2 separate regions of the Mus musculus genome follow, and region 2 is linked to region 1. Evidence: chromatin contacts called from public Hi-C data. All regions are on one chromosome and are shown on one strand. Each heading gives the region's core, a stretch centred on a gene start, on an enhancer-like site or on the middle of the called end of the contact. The rest is flanking DNA. Distances are from core to core; before and after follow the strand shown.

The links. Hi-C and Micro-C count contacts between places; a contact is called where the count stands out from the background.
Region 2: a Hi-C map of uterus shows a contact between it and region 1, with 3 times the contacts expected there. The contact joins two enhancer-like sites. A contact is called at or near these places in 10 of 39 promoter capture datasets (the 3T3-L1 cell line, 3T3-L1-derived adipocytes, the HPC-7 cell line and 7 more), 2 of 484 Hi-C or Micro-C datasets (both in uterus) and 1 of 115 datasets of contacts at active chromatin or transcription factors (embryonic stem cells).

What each region holds. Positions count from the first base shown.
Region 1 is chr4:114,778,171-114,782,860 of GRCm38.p6, forward strand. The region is part of intron 1 of Gm33655 (a long non-coding RNA gene); the gene reads right to left. Among named protein-coding and RNA genes, the nearest start is that of Gm12830, 41 kb to the right of the region's middle. Within about 2 kb of position 1,876, at least 49 of the 459 cell types and tissues checked have an H3K27ac peak or open chromatin away from gene starts, as enhancers often do. A contact at or near this core is called in uterus, where this site is marked.
Region 2 is chr4:114,841,147-114,845,836 of GRCm38.p6, forward strand. All of the region lies in intron 1 of Gm33655 (a long non-coding RNA gene), which reads right to left. Gm12830 (predicted gene 12830) reads left to right here. Exons shown (of 4, transcript NR_033617.1): 2 at 492-644; 3 at 3,842-3,971. It also overlaps the pseudogene Gm23230. Among named protein-coding and RNA genes, the nearest start is that of 9130410C08Rik, 19 kb to the left of the region's middle. Within about 2 kb of position 2,540, at least 45 of the 459 cell types and tissues checked have an H3K27ac peak or open chromatin away from gene starts, as enhancers often do. A contact at or near this core is called in uterus, where this site is marked.

The DNA of each region.
Region 1 (4,690 bases), core at 626-3,125:
GGCCCCAGCTGAGCAGGGGGAGGCCTTCCTCCTGCTGAAAAAAAACCAGATCTTCTGCACCCCCTCACCAAAGGAATGTTAACCAAAAGTCTACCAGGAAGCTGAATTCATCCCATCAGTAAGGTAGCTTGAACTCAGCTTCCTTCCTCCCCCCCCCCTCTTTTTGAAAGATTAAAATACCCCCAAACCATGCAGCCTTCAGCAATATGTAGTCTTCAGCCTTGACCGTATATCCTCTACCCATTTCACAGATGAGGAGAATGAGGCCTGAAAAAAACAAGTAGCTGCACCAGGCCATACACTCAAGTCTTCTCTCCTATGCCTCTCTCAGCCAGATGCCAATCCCTGAGAATCCACAGCAGTGAGAAACCTGGTGGGAGAAACATAATCCCTTTTCTTTAGTGGATAGACAGACAGCCTGAGCCTAAAGGGGTCAAAGAGAGCCCCCCTGTGTACCTGTGTATGAGTCTGCTGTTCACTGTTCAGATACTCTCATTTAAAATCCTGCACATGCTCATACATATATACAGACACACACACAAACACACATATATACACACATGCACACACATATACACAAACACACGTGCACACACACACACACACACACACACACACACACACACACACACACACACTGCTCTAAGCTCTGGCTAGGCAAAGGATCAGACACTATCTCCAGGGCAATCAGTTTGGGCAATCAAAACTGCAAACCCACCATTTGGTTTCCAACCCAAGTGAGGTCCAGCTGTGGTGCAATCTCAGGGCCATGAGGCACAGAGAAGGAGCCCTGAGCTGCCAGTCCCTCAGGAAAGGAAGTCTACATGGAGAGTCAAAGAGGGAGTGAAGCTGGGTCAGAAGGGCATGCTGGGTTGGCCATCACAGGCCCAGACACAGCATAAGCCACAGCTCATGTAAACAACAGGGACTCCTAAGGAAATTTATACCGGGGATATAGAGCAGAACCTGGGCTCTAGACTGACCAGGGGATCACCTTACCCAAATGGCAGTGAGGAGTTACAGCCGCAAGGACCCTACCTCAGGCGGGATACTAACAACCTACTTAAAGGTTCCCACAGAGGAGAAGGGCCTACCCAGAGAAATCCCAAAGTCCAGCAGCCTCAGAGACCAGCAGTGACAAGGATGTCTCCTGGCCATTAATCCCAGCATGTGTTAATGTTTGATAAATTGCCCAACAGTTGCATTAGCTAATAACTCCCCGAACAAAACCAGAGAGTTCATCTGTTTTTATAAGAGGCCCAAGAGCATCCTGGGAACAGGCACGGTGGTCGTGAATAAAAGAGAAACATTCATTTATGGTAATTGGTTTCAGCTCCTCTCTTGGCTGCTTGTCCTGACCTAAATGTATCCAGTTGTTCCCTCGGCCTGGCTCTGGTTTGGGGGTCACTCCTAATGGTTTAATTCAACAAAAAATGCCTGCCATTTCCTGTAACCCCTGTCTTGTTCCACCCGCCTCCCAAACGGTTTTCTTGCAAAGAGGCATCTCAGCAACCCCTCTGCGAGCTGTTTCCTTCTCACGGAACAAAGTCAAGATTGTTGACAGAGAAAAGGGTCTTAACTCCAGGCCAAGAGAAAAGGCTGGGGGAGGGGACACTCAAAGGTAATAATCATTTGTTTGTCTTCTACCCGGACTTCACAAAGCAGGTTTTGTCCAAGGCTGGTGGTCAGGGACTCTGACACACAACATGGCCCTGGTGACCAAGGGCAATTTACTGGGAGGGAACTAACACAAATCCTCATTCATGGAGTTGCCTCGGAGGAAGTGACTAGGAGGAACATTTGTGCCCAGCCAGCCGGCCCTCCCTATGTCCCTCCCACAGGTCTGAGGATGTGGAGGGCTGGGGAGAGGCTCACTGGGTGCTGTGAGTTTTGGCCAAACTTCAGGCCCAACCCTGGGTACAGCCTTCCTCTCCACGGCCAGGCTTTCTTTTCCACTCAGAAAAGCACGTGACCTCCGTACAGGGCAGTGCCCAGCAAGGCGTGGAACAGTTAGGTCCTGGTGTGCAACTGGACAGGCCTGCCCCTCAGGTGGATTTATGAGCTCTGTGGGCATCACCTCCCCGCCCCTCCACACACACACACCAGGGAGGGGGGCAGGGCGGAGGCAGGGAAAGGGTCTGGAATACATTGCGCCGTCCGCGGGGACAGCTTGTAAACTTTGTTGGGATGCATCTGGTAGAAAGGCGTTGTATAAATATTAGATCATTATCGGTGTATTGTGTTTCCCGCTCTGGCGGAGGAGGGGGGCCAGTGGGCCACAGATGCCTTTCCTCAAGCAGACAGCAATGACTTGTAGGAGTCCTTAGAAGGTCACTGCTTGCCCCTGGGCAGTCCTAGGAGGCAAGGTAGAGCCCAGAATCTTGGGGAAGCAGAGTTTAATCACCAGCCTAACTGCCAGAGCGGCACTGAGAAGCCTCTGCCTATCAGAAGGGGAAGAGGGGCCAGGACTGGGCAGGTGGAATGGAGAAGGCTAGCTGGCATAGGCAGACTGGGGCCACTTTGTTTCCCTACGCAACCCTGTCCCTCATTTCACTGGAAGTCCTTCTCTATCTAGGGGGACAGGAGAGAAACTGGCCTTGTGATAGCAGTGAATACCTGGCCTCCAGCAGAGCGCTTGAGATCCAGCCTAACTGGGCAACTGCTCACCTTCCTGAGCAGGATGTGGGGAGCTGTTCTTGCCTGGAGAGCTTTCTCACCCACAAGCATCCAGAAACTGCATCGGGGGAAGCCTGTGCACCCTCACACCTAAAAGGGTCTTTGCAAACCAATTGCAGGCAGCACTTCTCAGAGATTGAGGCCTAGACAGTACACCAGTAATAGCAGGTGACTGTCACCCCTCTTCATTAGCATTACTAAGCCACACCCCTGCTATAGAGTCCTGACAATGGCTCTCCACATCCACTTGAAGAAGATGTTACTGGGACTCTGACTGCTGTGGAAGCTAGGATCTCAGTGCTCAGTGCTCTGTGCTTTGACCACTCTGGTCTGCTTCAGGGTCTCCGTTGTCTTTCCCACTCTGGGCCACAGTACATGTTGGGCCCAGCTTCTCCACCTGACCAAGGTCCACTCTTCCGACTCTCAGCTCCAGTACTTGGCTCTCTATGAAACTTTCCCTGACCTCTCTTGGCACCCAGACTCCCTTTGTGTGCTCCTGGATGCAAGAGGACTGCTTCCTCCTTGACTTGCACTGCCTTGAGTTGGAACTGTGGGCTTACAGGATGACTCACACCTAGACTTAGGCAAGCACATCCTCTCCATGGCCCTGCAGTGCAGTGGGAACTCAGAGAAGGGATCGCAGGGAATTCCCAACCAATGAACTGCTTTGACGTCATTGCTGTCATCATTGTCGTGATAGCGGCTACCGGGTAGACATTTTATAAAACATCCATGAGGCCAGCACTAGCACAGTATAACAGAGAAGAGAACAACTGTTTCCAGCCTGTCTCACCTTACACGGGGTGATGACTCATACCTTCAATCCCAGCATTCAGGAGGCAGAAGCAGGTAGATCTCTGCGAATTCAAGGCCAGCCAAAAATATGCCTCTGCCGTGGGAAGCGCAAAGCTTGAAAGGTCTGGAGAGGTAGAGCTCTGCCCAAGAAGGACCTGTGGAGGAGGCTCTCTGGTTCTGAGTGCACACAAGACCCTGACAGAGATACTGGGCAAGGAGATGCTTTATTGTCTATGCAGATCCTCCGTGCCCTTGTCTCAGCACCAGGAAAGTTCCCCCAGCAACTTTGAACTGTCCACAACCTTGAACTCTGTTTCCATTGGGTTTCATCCAGAGTTCTCAGCAACTCCACAAGGAAGGTGTAGAATACTAAAGCACAGAAGAACAGCCTAATTTACCCCAAGCCACACAGCCTAGAAGCAGATAATCTCACCACCACTGCACACATGACTTCCATAGCAGACCCTTTTTGGCACGTGCTCGGAGCATAGGCCTGGACACAGACTCCAGGATCTCATCTGTGGCCCTGAGCAGTCCCTCTCCAGGATAGCCATGCCAGAGGAACTCTGTGACCTCTGACATGCCTGCAAGCTGAGACTTTCTTGACACACTCTGTGACACAAGAGTGCCATCTTTACTTTGCAAGTGAACCTGGGCACTGGCATAATCAGAGCACGAAAGAACACCTGGAAGAGCACAGCCATGCAGGGATCTGCCTCAGTTCCCATCAGGACGCTCCTCAAGTGGGAGAGAACGTGGGGCATAGCTAAAGACAAAGGGCCAGACCTGTAGTCAGAGATTCACCAGCTACTCTAAGCCATAGGTGACTTCCCTGACGGGTCTCATCAAACTTTGCTTTGAGTGCCTCCAAAGAATTTGTATTACCTACCAGTGTAGCAATGGTGGAACCATTCTGATTTTAGCTTGGTAAGGGAAGCACTTTTGATGAGAAAACACCAGGTAACATCCAGGAGACTGAGCTGGGGGCAGGGGAGCACATAAAAAGGCACTAGAAGCTGTAATCTAATCAAACAGAGCTCGTTTTTGTCTCAGGCACCTGGACCTTCCCTTTTGCTAGGGAGAAACAAATGTGTAGGAAGCACTTGTTTGCATGTCCTCAAAGACCCCGTGGCTAGGTGAGCTCAGTGCAAGTGTCCTAAAAAAGCAGGGAACGCTTCTCCTGCCTGGGTCACCCAGATAAAGAGAGGTCACAGAGGAC
Region 2 (4,690 bases), core at 1,290-3,789, 64 kb after region 1:
ACTGAATCCAGAGAGCCCAACAGTCCAGGACAGAAGCCTCTCTCTTCATCCCACAGCTCCAGGCCAAAACACCCACTGGGAAACCTGGGGGGTCCCAGATGAACCCCTTGGCCCCATACTCCTATTCACAGACAATCCAGAATCCCAGGAATTTGTGACCACAGTGAGTGGAGCCACTGATTGAGCCTGGAGGATGATGAAATATGGAAGCTTCCAGAGTTAGCCTGGTGGGGAAGGCCACATTTTCTGTGTCATGTTCTATTGCACGCCAATCAATTACAGTGTGCCCTATATAAACACATCATGAGGGCTTTGACAGGGGGCCGGGGTGAAGTTGGGTGTCAGGGTAAAACAGGGGATAATAAAATCACTGGAGATTTATTCCTCTAAATTGGAAACTTCATGCTTACACCTGACTAAATCATCAGGCTGAAACTGGAGCCGACTCCCACGGAAAACACGTGTAACCTTATCCCATCTTTGTTTAACAGCGACCCATCAAGCCGCTGATGGGTTCTACAGATGCGCGAGCATCCTCCTTCAGCTCCCTGGGTTGTGGGGGTCTCAATCAGACCTGTCTTCACTGGGCCCACCCTATTTTCTGGTGGCTTTTGCAGGGCTGGAAGAAGGGGCCTTTCTTAAAGGTGGGTATCTCTGTGGTCTCCACACTGTGTGTACCAGCAATCATCCAGTGAAGCTGCATCCAGTGAAGCTGTCCTGGGGATGGAGGGATGCTGTTAAATAATAGGAAAAACAACCAAGACATCAAGAAGCAAACTCTAGGCTAGAAGCTGTCCATCTTACCTTCAAGTCACAGGTCTGAGAAAGCACCTGTGGTTAATGACGCAGCCTGCCTCTACCCTCACAGAGCTTACCTGAGGATTTGGTAAGCTGATGATAGAAGGTGCCTTAAAATTTATAATCGTGTGGTTTATGTTGCTTAATCTTCCATTTGAATTATGAAACACTGTATGTGGTCCCAGGAGGTGGTGTGAATTAACTAACCTCTGTGTTAAGGACTTTGCCTGTGTCCAGAGTTATGGGCCAGAATGGGGAGGAAGTCTCCGAAGGGACTCTAACCATTAATTTGCTATCCCAACTGTATGCTAAAACCCCCAGGGCTACAAGGGCTTAAGACAAGAGTCTATCTGATTCCCACATCACAGATAAGAACTACACTCTTTGCAGAGATGACAAATCAGGAGATCAGAGAGTTTAGGTAGCTTTACTAAGTCACACAATGATGAACCAGGGTGTCCCTCTATATTTGCTGACACCCACTCCCAAGTTCATTAATATATACAGCAAGTTCATTAATATATACAGCAAGAGCTCTGATAGAGAAAAGGTGAGTACTATGTCCCTGCCTCTCCCAGACCCTCCCTTTAGACCATAAAGTCTTCCGCACACCAACACACTCACCCCAGTGCACACAGCAGGTAGTCAGTGGCTGGGAGGCTGCAGCAGGAGGCTTCTTGCTCAGAAGAGGGACCCTAGGCTTACCTCCACCGTCGCCCTTTCGGTGGGACGGGGTGGGGGAGGGGAGGAGGAGCCCCTGTGTCATTTTCAGCAGCAGTCAGCAGAGCCTTACAAAGTGCAAGATGGCTTTTTTAGCCCAGCATAAGGATCTAGTTAAAAACCAATAAATCAGCAGTGAAATGTGCATAGCAGCCTTCTCCGTAAAATCAACATGGCTTGTGCCTCTGCAGGGAGCCTTCTGACTGCCGGCTGAAGCCTGGGTCGCGGGCAGAGCTCTCCTCTGTCCCGCAAAAGTCTCAGAGAAAGAGAGAGAGAGGCGGAGAGGGAGGGAGGGAGGGAGGGAGGGAGGGAGGGAGGGAGGGAGGGAGGGAGGGAGGGAGGGAGGGAGGGAGGGAGGGAGGGAGGGAGGATGGATCTCTTCTGCCCCTAGAAAAGAATCAGGTAACCCGGAGCGCCGCCAAGGAGGTGCCTGGACTGGAGATCTGCAATCCCCAGACATAGACGTGCCAAAAAGGTGTGTGAGCAAGGCCCAGACTGCCCTTGGCCTCCTCCTCCCGACACGGAAAATCGAATTAGGAGACAGCCGGGCTGGGACTGGATGGGATGCGAGGGCCGAGAGTCTCCCCAGCACCGAATCCGACCGCCAGCTGCAGGGAGGGCACGGGATCCCTTGGTGCAGACAGCCCCCGATCCCTGCTTCCCCTCGGGTCGGTATTTAATATCTGTAAAACTGCCACTTGGACTGCCAAGGTAAACAGTGTCCCTGGCAGTTCAAAGGTGAGCGCGCCCCAGCGCTCTCCCTCGGGCCGCGCCGCCAGCTCCGCATCTGTGCACCCCGCGCCACGTCTCCCACGCACGCTCCAGATTTCTCATTAAAATCCGCGACTGTGTCAACAGCGCGGCCTGGGCTCCGGAGCTGGAAAAGCCATTTCGCCGCCCCACCCGGCCCCGCCAGGCCGCCGCCTCTGTGCTGCTCCCCAGCGGGTCCCTGGAGGGTCCCCGAGCACGGAGCGCTGTCGGGCCCGGGCCAGGCCACCCAGCGGCAGTGCGAGCCCACCCGGCCCCGGCCCAACAGGTGAGAGCGCTGGCGACGCTCGGGCCTCCTCTGGTGACTCGCACCCAGCATTCTCTGTCCTAAATCAGGGTTTCTTGCAGAATCTTCAAGACAGCTGCAGCCCCAGACACACCTGGCCAACTTGTTTGTTCCCTGGAACTCCAACTCCTTTTTGTCGTGCTGATCTACAGCAGAGTATTCGGCCCTTGCCAGCAATAAAATTTTCTTTACAGGAAAGGGTGCTGTAAAGAAGGGCCGGAACACCACTGCAGTAAGGCCAGACTTCAGAAAGGGAAATCTAACAGTTGCCAATGGAGTTGAGACCCAGCTCTGACACACAGGATGCTTGCATTGCTCCTTTAGGAAAGGTAGAGGCATTGAAAGCTGGAGAGATGGCTCCACACTTGCAGCCCCCAGAACTCACGTAGGACTATTCACACATGTACAGCTCCAGAGGTTCTGGCATCCTCTTCTGGCTTCTGTGAGCATCCATAAACAGATTCATACACACACACACACACACACACACACACACACACACACACACACACTAAAATTTAGAATGGGGGGGGGGCTGGAAGGATTCCTTAGTGGTTAAGAACACTGGGTCCTCTTCCAGGTGTCCTGGGTTCAATTTCCAGCACCCACTTGGCAGATCACAACCATCTATAACTCTATTACCACAGGATCTGATGCCCTCTTCTGGTCTCCCCAGGCTTCAGGCATGCATATGGTACACAGATACACATGCACATGGTGCACAGACATGCAAGCAAAACAATCACAAACATACAATAAGATAATTTTAAAAATAAATCTAAAGAAAACAGAGAATAATGGAAAGATAATGGCACTGCCCACCTCCTCCAGCTCCCGGGACTCAGAACGACTCCGCACAGTAGTTCTTCTTTCATCAGTCTATATTTATTTATTAAGGCCCTCTTGCACAGAGCCATGAAAGGAACAGCTGGTAGTCCAGGGAAAACAGGAAGCTGACGGTAGGTCATGGAAAGGAACTGGAGAGTGTTGACAGGATGCCTCAGACTAGGCCTTAGGGAAGGGAGATGTAGCAGAGGCTGAAAGACAGAGGACAGAGGCAGTGAAAGAAGCTTCCAGGACTTGAAGGGAGCCTGATAAGGAAGGAGCCCTGAGGGATGGCACAGGCACAGAGACAGAGGTGGGGCTGATGGAGGGGGTGTGAGCCTTTACAAGGCATGGAACTCTCCAGGAACACCAACTTCTAGTGCTTGGTGTTTATGTATGCTCACCAGAACACATATGGTTACTTATTTTCCTTTTGTTTTACAGGGGAAAGTGGGAACAAAGCCTCCAACAAATTATACAGTCGAGTTTCTGTCGTTTGAGGAAATGACATTGGTCAGCACATCTGGAGTACAATGGATAAGCCTCATCCTGGATCTCCCTGCCTGGTAACTATGTGAGTTCCTATGTATGGAAATGTGTGTATTTAACTGTGCCCTGAGATGTACACCCACGGGCCTGCATGTTTAAAATGTCTTTGTGTATTTAGATGTATGCATGTTGTCCAGGTCAATGTTCATGTATGAATATGAGTATGTATGTACCTGTGTATGCAGCTGCAATAGCAGAAGTCTGAATAAAGATGCATGCATTTGCTTTTGCACAAGCATCTATGTCGTTTGTGTGTATCTGTGTGTGTGAACTTGTTTTCCCCTACACTTTAAGAGAAAACATGGAGTTCTCACTTCCATACATCCATACATGGCAAGGGTATAAGGCTGGAGCAGCTGACTGGGTTCCAAGTTTAACTTTCATCAAAGCCAGAAAACTACCAGCAGCATGTCCTGCCCAGAACCCCAAAACACAGCCTCCATCTCCCCCATTAAAATGGTTAATGTGACCCCTCTCCCTAAAGGAAGCCAGTCCTTCCCTCTGACTGTTCCCTGAAGAGTGCACCCTACTCCTCCCTCCCTTCAGCGTACCCAGGCCTCTCAAACTGCCCATTGTAAAACAACAGTTATAAAAGAAACAAGATCAAATTGTCACACACGGTGAAGATAAGTGTGCACGGTAACACATTTGTTTTGGGTGTGTCTGGGAGTGCTGGTGACCCTGAGCTGAAAGGAAATATGGCTGAGTTGTGGTCTCTTCCACCCCCTGGCCTTCAACCTAGAC